3 separate regions of the Sus scrofa genome follow, and all the other regions are linked to region 2. A link is a contact called in public Hi-C data. All regions are on one chromosome and are shown on one strand. The core of a region is the stretch at or near the end of the contact, and the rest is flanking DNA. Distances in the headings are between cores, read along the strand shown.

What was found. A called contact is a pair of places that touch in the nucleus more often than the background predicts.
Region 1: a contact with region 2 is called in a Hi-C map of adipose tissue, with 4 times the contacts expected there. A contact is called at or near these places in 1 of 5 promoter capture datasets (liver), 25 of 47 Hi-C or Micro-C datasets (adipose tissue, alveolar macrophages, brain and 16 more) and 1 of 2 datasets of targeted methods (skeletal muscle).
Region 3: a Hi-C map of skeletal muscle shows a contact between it and region 2, with 8 times the contacts expected there. A contact is called at or near these places in 12 of 47 Hi-C or Micro-C datasets (brain, embryonic fibroblasts, fetal heart ventricle and 9 more) and 1 of 2 datasets of targeted methods (skeletal muscle).

The regions. Positions count from the first base shown.
Region 1 is chr4:42,380,042-42,382,741 of Sscrofa11.1, forward strand. No RefSeq gene overlaps it. Among named protein-coding and RNA genes, the nearest start is that of GEM, 77 kb to the right of the region's middle.
Region 2 is chr4:42,723,368-42,726,067 of Sscrofa11.1, forward strand. No RefSeq gene overlaps it. Among named protein-coding and RNA genes, the nearest start is that of PDP1, 53 kb to the right of the region's middle.
Region 3 is chr4:42,457,280-42,459,979 of Sscrofa11.1, forward strand. It overlaps GEM (GTP-binding protein GEM), which reads left to right and starts at 1,312. Exons shown (of 5, transcript XM_001926976.7): 1 at 1,312-1,445.

The DNA.
Region 1 (2,700 bases), core at 115-2,614, 340 kb before region 2:
TTAACCACTGAGCCACGACGGGAACTCCTCAAGGACTTCACTTTTTAAAAAACGATGCTTGCAGCACTTTTGTACCTATCCCAGGGGAACCAGAGCCATAAATTAATTGGACGAATATAAAGTCAACATCCAAGTGGTGTGTTGGTCAGAGCTCTGGGTTGGGAGTCTGTGATCTGGAGGTTCTAGTCAGAACTTCCCCATTGACCTGGTTTCTGATGGTATGGAATTCACTTAATTTTTGTCCTTTCTGGTAGTAATAATAACAAATGATTTATTGATTACTTACTGTGGGCTAGACATTTTGCTAAATGCTTTATAGTCATTATTTCATTTATTTACCTTGACTGTCCTGAGATAGACATATCATTCATTACCTTTGCTTTATGGGGGAAGAAAATTAGACCTAGAAAAATTAAATACTTCCCTAGAGCACAATGCTAGTTAGTGGAAGAAGCTGGATCTAATTCCAGGATGATGTGGCTTTGGAACTCATATGCACCAGCTTAAACTTGCAAGCTAAATGAAAGTGTGAGGAATATCTTGGAGCACCCATCCAGTGTGATGGCCTGTTGGCCTCTACCTTATATACCAGGATTACTTGTTCTCAAATGAAGATAGATGACCAGAAAGATGACCCCCAGAAAGTAAGAATTTGGGAACTTACAAAGAAAAACAAAAGTAGGAATAGAAGACAAGGGAAAAGATTAGACCTATTTCTTTTTCCTTTTTCTTTTATTTTAATGGCTGCATCCACAGGATATGGAAGTTCCTGGGCCAAGGATTGAGTCCAAGCTGCAGAAGTGACCTACACTGCAGCTATAGCAATAATGCCAGATCCTTTAACCCACTGTGCCAGGCGTGTGATCAAACCTGTGCCTCCTCAGCAACCCGAGCCACTGCAGTTAGATTCTTAACCCATTGTTCCACAGTGGAACTCCTAGACTTATTTCTAAAAGAAAAAAAAGGTTATATAGAATAGATTTTTAAAAAATGCATTGTTACTGAGGATACCTATGAAAGAGATTTGTTATTAGGTAGTAGTTATTTATCCTGATTAAAGAACCTGATGTTCAAGAAATATCTGCAGGTAGAGTTCCCTGGTGGCTTAGTGGGTTAAGTGTCTGGGTTGTCACTGCAATGACTCAGGTCACTGCTGTGGTCTGGGTTCTAACCTTTGCCTGGGAACTTCTTCATGCCATGGGTGTGGGCAAAAAAAAAAAGGAAGAAGAAGAAGAAAAGAAATATCTGTAGGTGAGTTGGAAACAAAGCCAGGAGCAAAGGGAAAATACCGTTTTGTGAAAATGATCTCTTGGTGGCAGCAACAGATCACGATCGTCCCTCATTGCATTAGGAATTCCAGGCACGTCTTAAAGCGAGAGCTTCCTGTTTTTATAAGATTTCAAACCACAGGCTGCTGTTATGATAGCTATAAAAATTGGCACCTTGTTCTTGCTATCAATATGACTGATAGGATTATTTTCCAGAACACTTTCTATTACCAGCGTTTACATTCATTTTTTTCCTGGTAGGTTGTGGGGATAGAAGGGGGTGAGTATTATTAATTAAGTGAAAACTGTGCCAACGTTTTAGAAATTGATGGACTGGACCATTGAAATCAGTAACACCTTAGTTATTAACCTCTGATTTTGTTGTACGATGAGTAAAGGTTTACTAAATCGACTTTTGCACAGAATGGAAGATTTGTTGTTTTATTGAGACTGTTTTGAGAGGTCTCCAGGAATGATTTTTTAGTTCTCTTTCATAAAAATCATTAAGGAATTCTTTGTCAGATGGCTTTGAAAACATGGAAACATTAATGTTTATTCCATAAATAGAAGATAAATGAATGTTTGGGGTGTTCTATTTATGCCCGAGGAAGTGCTCATAAAGAGAAATTGAAAACACCTGCCGTTTCTGGGCTTTGATGAAGGCCGGCTCTGGGTCCCATTCCCATCAGTGTCCTTGGAGGCCCAGGATCACATGGTCAGACAGTGAAGCTTTGATCCAGACTTTGCATTTTCTCTGAGTAGCTTAGCCATTGGCTTTGCTACCTCTGAGCCTGGTTTCTGATTCTATAGTACTGCTGAGGAGGAGGCGATAGAAGAGGCAAGCTTAAATTTTTTTTTTTTTTTTTTTCTGTGCCCACAGCATACAGAAATTCCCAGTCCAGGGATCGAACCCATGCCACAACAGTGACCATGCAGAATCCTTAACTGCTAGGCCACCAGGGAGCTCCTTTGCAAGGTTTTTTTGTTTGTTTGTTTTTTTCAAGTGGTGCTTTTTATGAGTAAAGTATCAGCAGATCACATCCAGACTCCTCTAAAGGAAGGAACAAATACTGAAGCATAGAGGATGCTGAGTACCCTGTAGGTAAAAAGAGGTGTGCCCATAAGTTGGATCTGGGTGGAGCCCTTTAACAGGAGAAATACAATTGATGTGGACGGACATACTGAGCTTTCTATCATTCCTATACCCTGAGGTATGGATGGCACGGAGGAAGTGCTCAATGTATGAGTTAAATGAAGACATGAGTGGCTAAGACAATATAAAGCAAGAGAATTCATTATTTCAGTAAGGAGCTCTAGGTCTGTCTCATTTATTTTGTCTGCCGTACATTATTGGAGCCCATATGATATTCCAGGCCTTTTGTTAAACACCTGGATTCAGAGATGCTTATTTTCATTTCTCTAGGTTCTGTCA
Region 2 (2,700 bases), core at 39-2,538:
AAAAAAGGAGTTCCCGTCATGGTGCAGTGGTTAACGAATCTGACTAGGAACCATGAGGTTGCGGGTTCGGTCCCTAGCCTTGCTCAGTGGGTTAATGATCTGGCATTGCTGTGAGCTGTGGTGTAGGTTGCAGACACGGCTTGGATCCCGTGTTGCTGTGGCTCTGGCGTAGGCCAGTGGCTACAGCTCCAATTCGACCCCTAGCCTGGGAACCTCCATATGCCATGGGAGCAGCCCAAAGAAATAGCAAAAAGACAAAAAAAAAAAAAAAAAGAAAAAGATATAATTCTGTAACAACAACAAAAAAAATCACCTCATTTAATCCTCCTAACAGCTCATGCTTCCAGGTAGATATCATGGCACTGATTTTATTTCTACAGATGAATAAACTGAGACACAAAGTCTCATGTCCACAAAATATTTATTGAGCACCTATCATTTTTCAGACACTGAGGATAGAGTGACAAATTCAGGACATTACTGATGCAGAACTAATGACCAAGAGGAGGTCAAAAAACTTGCCCAGGATATAGTCCCTGACAGGATGTAAGAAGCAGAATTTAAATATAGATCTGACTGCCAGGCAACCTTCCCACCTGAAAGCTTCATTCATTCATTTGTTCACTCAGTCAGTAAAGAGTCAAGTTTTGAGCAGGTACTATGTGCCAGGCACAATGCCGAGGTTGAATGCATAAAACCATGAGTAAATCAGGCAGAGATTTCATGGCACTTAAAACCTGCCCCACTGCCACGGGGACCGCTCACCAGGGGAGAGCGACTATCCCCTCCCACGGAGCCCTGCTGCCAATTTCAGGCTGATTCTCTAGGGCTCTCGTTCATGCACCACGATGGGGACATTTCTAGCTGATTGTTCTTTCCATTTATGGACAAAATCATTTTCTTGGAGAAAATGCCGGTTCTGGACAGATGAGATCATTCATAAGTGAGAGGGATATAAATAGGTAAATTATATAAAATAACAGGAACAGAGATTCCGCGTTTCAAAAGCAGATACCCATTGCGGTCCAGCCTCTGGGTCTCCACGACACAGATCCTCTAGGCTGAAGGTGGCAAAAGGGCCGGCTTTGTCCCGGGGCTGCGTCAGAGCCTACGCAGGATCCACACACATCACTGCGCTGTCAGCTGCCCACGCCTCACTTGGGTTGGAATCACTTTTCTCCGACCCCGTTAACAGGATCGGGTGGGATGTGTGTGTATTTGATTAGAGTGTGACTGCCACTGCAGGAAGCCGAGCTCTGTGCGCAGACGCCCTGCTCCCTGCGGAAACCCAAGGGGTTAGAAGCCCCCCAGCCCCACCTGTTGACTACTCCCTGCAACTGCCATCACGCCCTCTTACTCTTCCAGAGGCGCTGATTCTTTTTGTTCCATTTCCTTTAGCTTTGGACTTCAGGGTATATTGTTGGATTCAGTTATATATGACTAACCCTTGCCTTGCTGACGGTGTAATTTGTGTTTGTTCCTAGTATTCAGAACGGAAACCACTGATGCCATGATTTCTTATTCATAACACAGAGGTGGACCGATGTTTTGTGGTTCAGGCACCTGACGGCAAACTGTAGTTATTATCATGCCTTCACAACCTCTTCTGCTGCTTCTAGCTGCATCTATGGTCCTGTCTCCTGGCTTTACCGACCTTTCTGTTGTCCCAACAAGGCCTCCCTCAGTGATGGCTGTATATTCTCTCCTTTTCTGGGATTTGTCTGGAATGTCTCACCATCGCATTGAAATATTCTGTTTGCAAATTACCCAGCTCTTTTCTGTTAATTCTCCCCAGTTTTGTCTGCATGTCACACCTCCAGCCAATCAGTTATTTGGATGTTTGGACGAATGTATATCTACTCACCTCAGCCTCTGTATTCCACAACAAGCAGGTACCAGTGATGAAGATGGAATTATTCTTAAACTTCTTTTAGGTCTAATTTAGCCTGGACAGGCTGGGTTGCCAGATTTAGGCTCAATAGCATGAGGGGAAAATTCTTAGCCTATTTCTTGGCACAAATCATAATTTAATAAATGTTTATTTCCTTCCTTCCTTGGAAGTAATCATTCAGCCCGGACTCCCTTAGAGACTCTCCATTCTTAGATAATCAGGAGCCCATACCCAAGAAGAGAACAATCAGACTTCTGCACATAGGCATCTCCACATTTCCAAAGCAATCCAACAAGGCAGACTTTGTGAGAGAATAGAATCCTCGGAGTTCCTGTCGTGGCTCAGTGGCTAACAAATCTGACTATCAACCATGAGGTTGCAGGTTCGATTCCTGGCCTCGCTCAGTGGGTTAAGGATCCAGCGTTGCCGAGAGCTGTGGTGTAGGTCGTTGATGCGGCTCGGATCCCATGTTGCTGTGGATCTGGTGTTGGGTTGGCAGCTACAGTTCCAATTAGACCTCTGGCCTGGGAACTTCCGTATGCCGTGGGAGCAGCCCTAGAAAAGGCAAAAAGACAAAAAAAAAAAAAAAAAAAAAAAAAAAAAAAAAGAATCCTGGTGTTAAAATGGCACTTAGAGATAATCTCCATTGACCCTTAGGTGATTTGACAGGCTTTAAAATAGTTCAGTAATTTTTTTTTTCTTTTTACAGCTGCGCTTGTGGCATAGGGAAATTCCTAGGTTAGGGATGGAATCGGAGCTGCAACTGAGGTCAGTACCACAGCCATGGCAATAGCGGGTCTGAGCCACAT
Region 3 (2,700 bases), core at 62-2,561, 270 kb before region 2:
CTGTTGCCAGCTTGGGGTCTGGCATGTCTCCGCAGCTGGTCATTTGGATTAGCCCCAGAGCAGATAAGTGCTGCAGGAGAATGGAGAATGGACCCTATTCACAGCAGAGTCCAGCCACTCAAATAGATGCTGGTACCTCTGGCTCTCTTCCAGAGCCACCAGCCAACCCAGAGATGAAGCTGGCTGGAAAGGTGGATGGATGGGTTGGAAAGACCAGTGTCATCGCCAAACACAGCATCTGGGAAATGCCCACGTCCCCAGAAAGAGGTCATTGAAACCCTTCTGCTGGTGGTGCAGTGCCAAGAGCCGGGCACGCCAAGCTTTGAATCCTGATGCTGCTACTTTTATGAGCTGTGTGACCTTGGGCAAGCTCACTGGTTTTTTGGTCCTTTTGCTCCTCCCTAGAGTGGGAATAGCAGTATATTCACCTTGCAGAATTGTAGTAAAGTTCAAGGTACTGCAGATGCCTAACAGTACCTGCTGAGTATAGGAACACAGAGGTACTCAGTAAATGGTAGTAGAAGTGGCTGTTATTATTATTATCTGGAGTCATTTGGGGGACTTGGGCCCCAAAGTTTGGCTCAAGACTCCTCCCATGACCCGAGGCACTGGCTCCATGCCCAGGGCCAGGCATGCCAGGCAGCCTCGAACAGAGATGTTGCCAATTGGGATGCTGATTAAATTCCCTGATCGAGGAGTCTCAGCATCCCCGCCCAGAGCAGGAGGGCCAGCAACATTTAGCACAATCTGCTTGGATCCATAATGAAGTTATTTTTCAAGACCTGTTCTTTCCTCATCTCCCTCTGGCTCCTTCTCTCTGAATCCCTGTCAGAGAAGGGAAACAAAGCAGTATGGGGCTCTCCCTCCTCCCTCTTCCAGAGAGAAGGTGACAGGAGCAGGCAGAAGGCTGTTTTCCTTGCAAAAGATGCAGCTAACACAAGCCCTGGCCACTCAGCGCTGCTGCAGCCTCACCCTGATCCCTGCTTTATTTTTGTTTTTCCTGAAACTGGGCATCCAATTCAAACCTGCCTCTTTCTCCATCCTTTATCCGGACAGTTCGCAAGTGTTTTGCTGGGCGGCGCGATTAAGTGGCACTTGGTGTATTTTCCCATCTTCCTGTGCCCAGCTGGTAAAAAGAAAATAAAATAAAGGCGCCCGGGATTGAACTGTCGTTATTTTTTAAAAGGGGTCATATGACTGCGAGTTACTGATTTAGTGAAGTGGCTGCAACTCGGGGTTTGCTGCAGAGCCGCCCCCTCCCAGCGGGGGCGCTGACGTCACGGAAAAGCCCCGGCGCGGGTTGGCGGGGCTGGTTATAAACCGCGGGGCCGCGGCGACTGCGAGCGGCGGGCACCGGCGGAGGCACGGAACGTGGTAGCGCGCGAGCATCCCGCGCGGCGCCAGGGCATCACAGCGCACATCGACCCTCCGACGACTCCCACCAAGTAAGTCAGGTGGTCGGGGCGGGGGGGTTGTTGATGGGGGTGGTGGTGGGTGCTCCCGACTTCGGAGTGAGGCGGGTGGTTGGGAAAGGGGTGGGCGTTCCCAGCCCGCAGAACTTTCTAACTTGAGAAAAGAGACTTTGGAACCTGCTGTCTGCGCTGTGGTTTTCCGGTCAGGGCCAGAGTTTCAGGTGCAAAGGATGCCATTTGTCATTAGCGGGTTTCTTAGTTCAGTTCAGTAGGAGCTGACTGAGGTCACCTCCTCCGACCGTCTGTGGCCAGAGGGCGCCCACAGTGATACTTCGGCTCCTGTGGTTTGAATTCAAGCCGGCCAACGGAGGCGCTGCTTGTAAGATTAAAAAACCGACCGGTCATGGTCATCGTGGTTAGATCATCGACGCCTTGGGGTGTGGAGAGTGGGGGCGAGTGTGAGAAAGGGGCTGTCTGTGCATGTCTCCCCCTTGTTAGTAGATCTTGCTGGTTAAAATGAGAATGCTTCCACTTTATCTCAGGGAACCTGGTACTACAGACCTCCCTGCAGGGAGGGAGGGAGTCTTGAGAAGGGAAAGTTGTAGCAAAGTTGTTGAATGTCTTTTGGGAGAGTCTTTGACCTTCTCATTTGCTTCCAGAAGGAGGAAATCTGAGTTGAGTTAAAGAACTCTCTGAGTGGATGTGGTTTAATAAGAGTGAAACATTTTCTCTGCAATTTTGACAGGTCTGAACGTGAGCAGGTCATTTCTCTGCCAGAAGGACAAGGCACAGGGCTGGGGCTGGGATGTTTTGAACGTAATATCTGTGGGCAGGAGGGCAGAGCTGAGGCACAAACCTCAAACAGAAATTCTCTCCCTCTCAAATAGTAGCTTATTCAGGGAGCTAGGGAGCATCAGGGCAACTTTACTAAACATGGAAGTTCCAATGAGTGCTTGTCCAGTCCAGCCAGGGGGGGTGATGTCATTGTCACGTGTTTTCCACTGAGGCATAAAAGCCGTCTGGATGCTAGTACAGTTAAGAGCCATGTTTAGACAAGAGCAGCTAACCTGGCCAGCTGGTCCCCAGCTGCATTAACTTGTTGCTTTTCAAGCCATCTCTGGAGGCCATTGGTTCCTTCTGGCTGCCTCTGTGCCAGCTCGGAGTGGGAAATCCCAAGGCTTCCTTGAGGATGGAGGAAGCCTCAGGGCAGTGGGCAATGATCACGGTACTGTTTTCTCTTTGCAAATGACAATCTGCCTGAGGAGCTGGTAACTGACTGTGTGTGTGT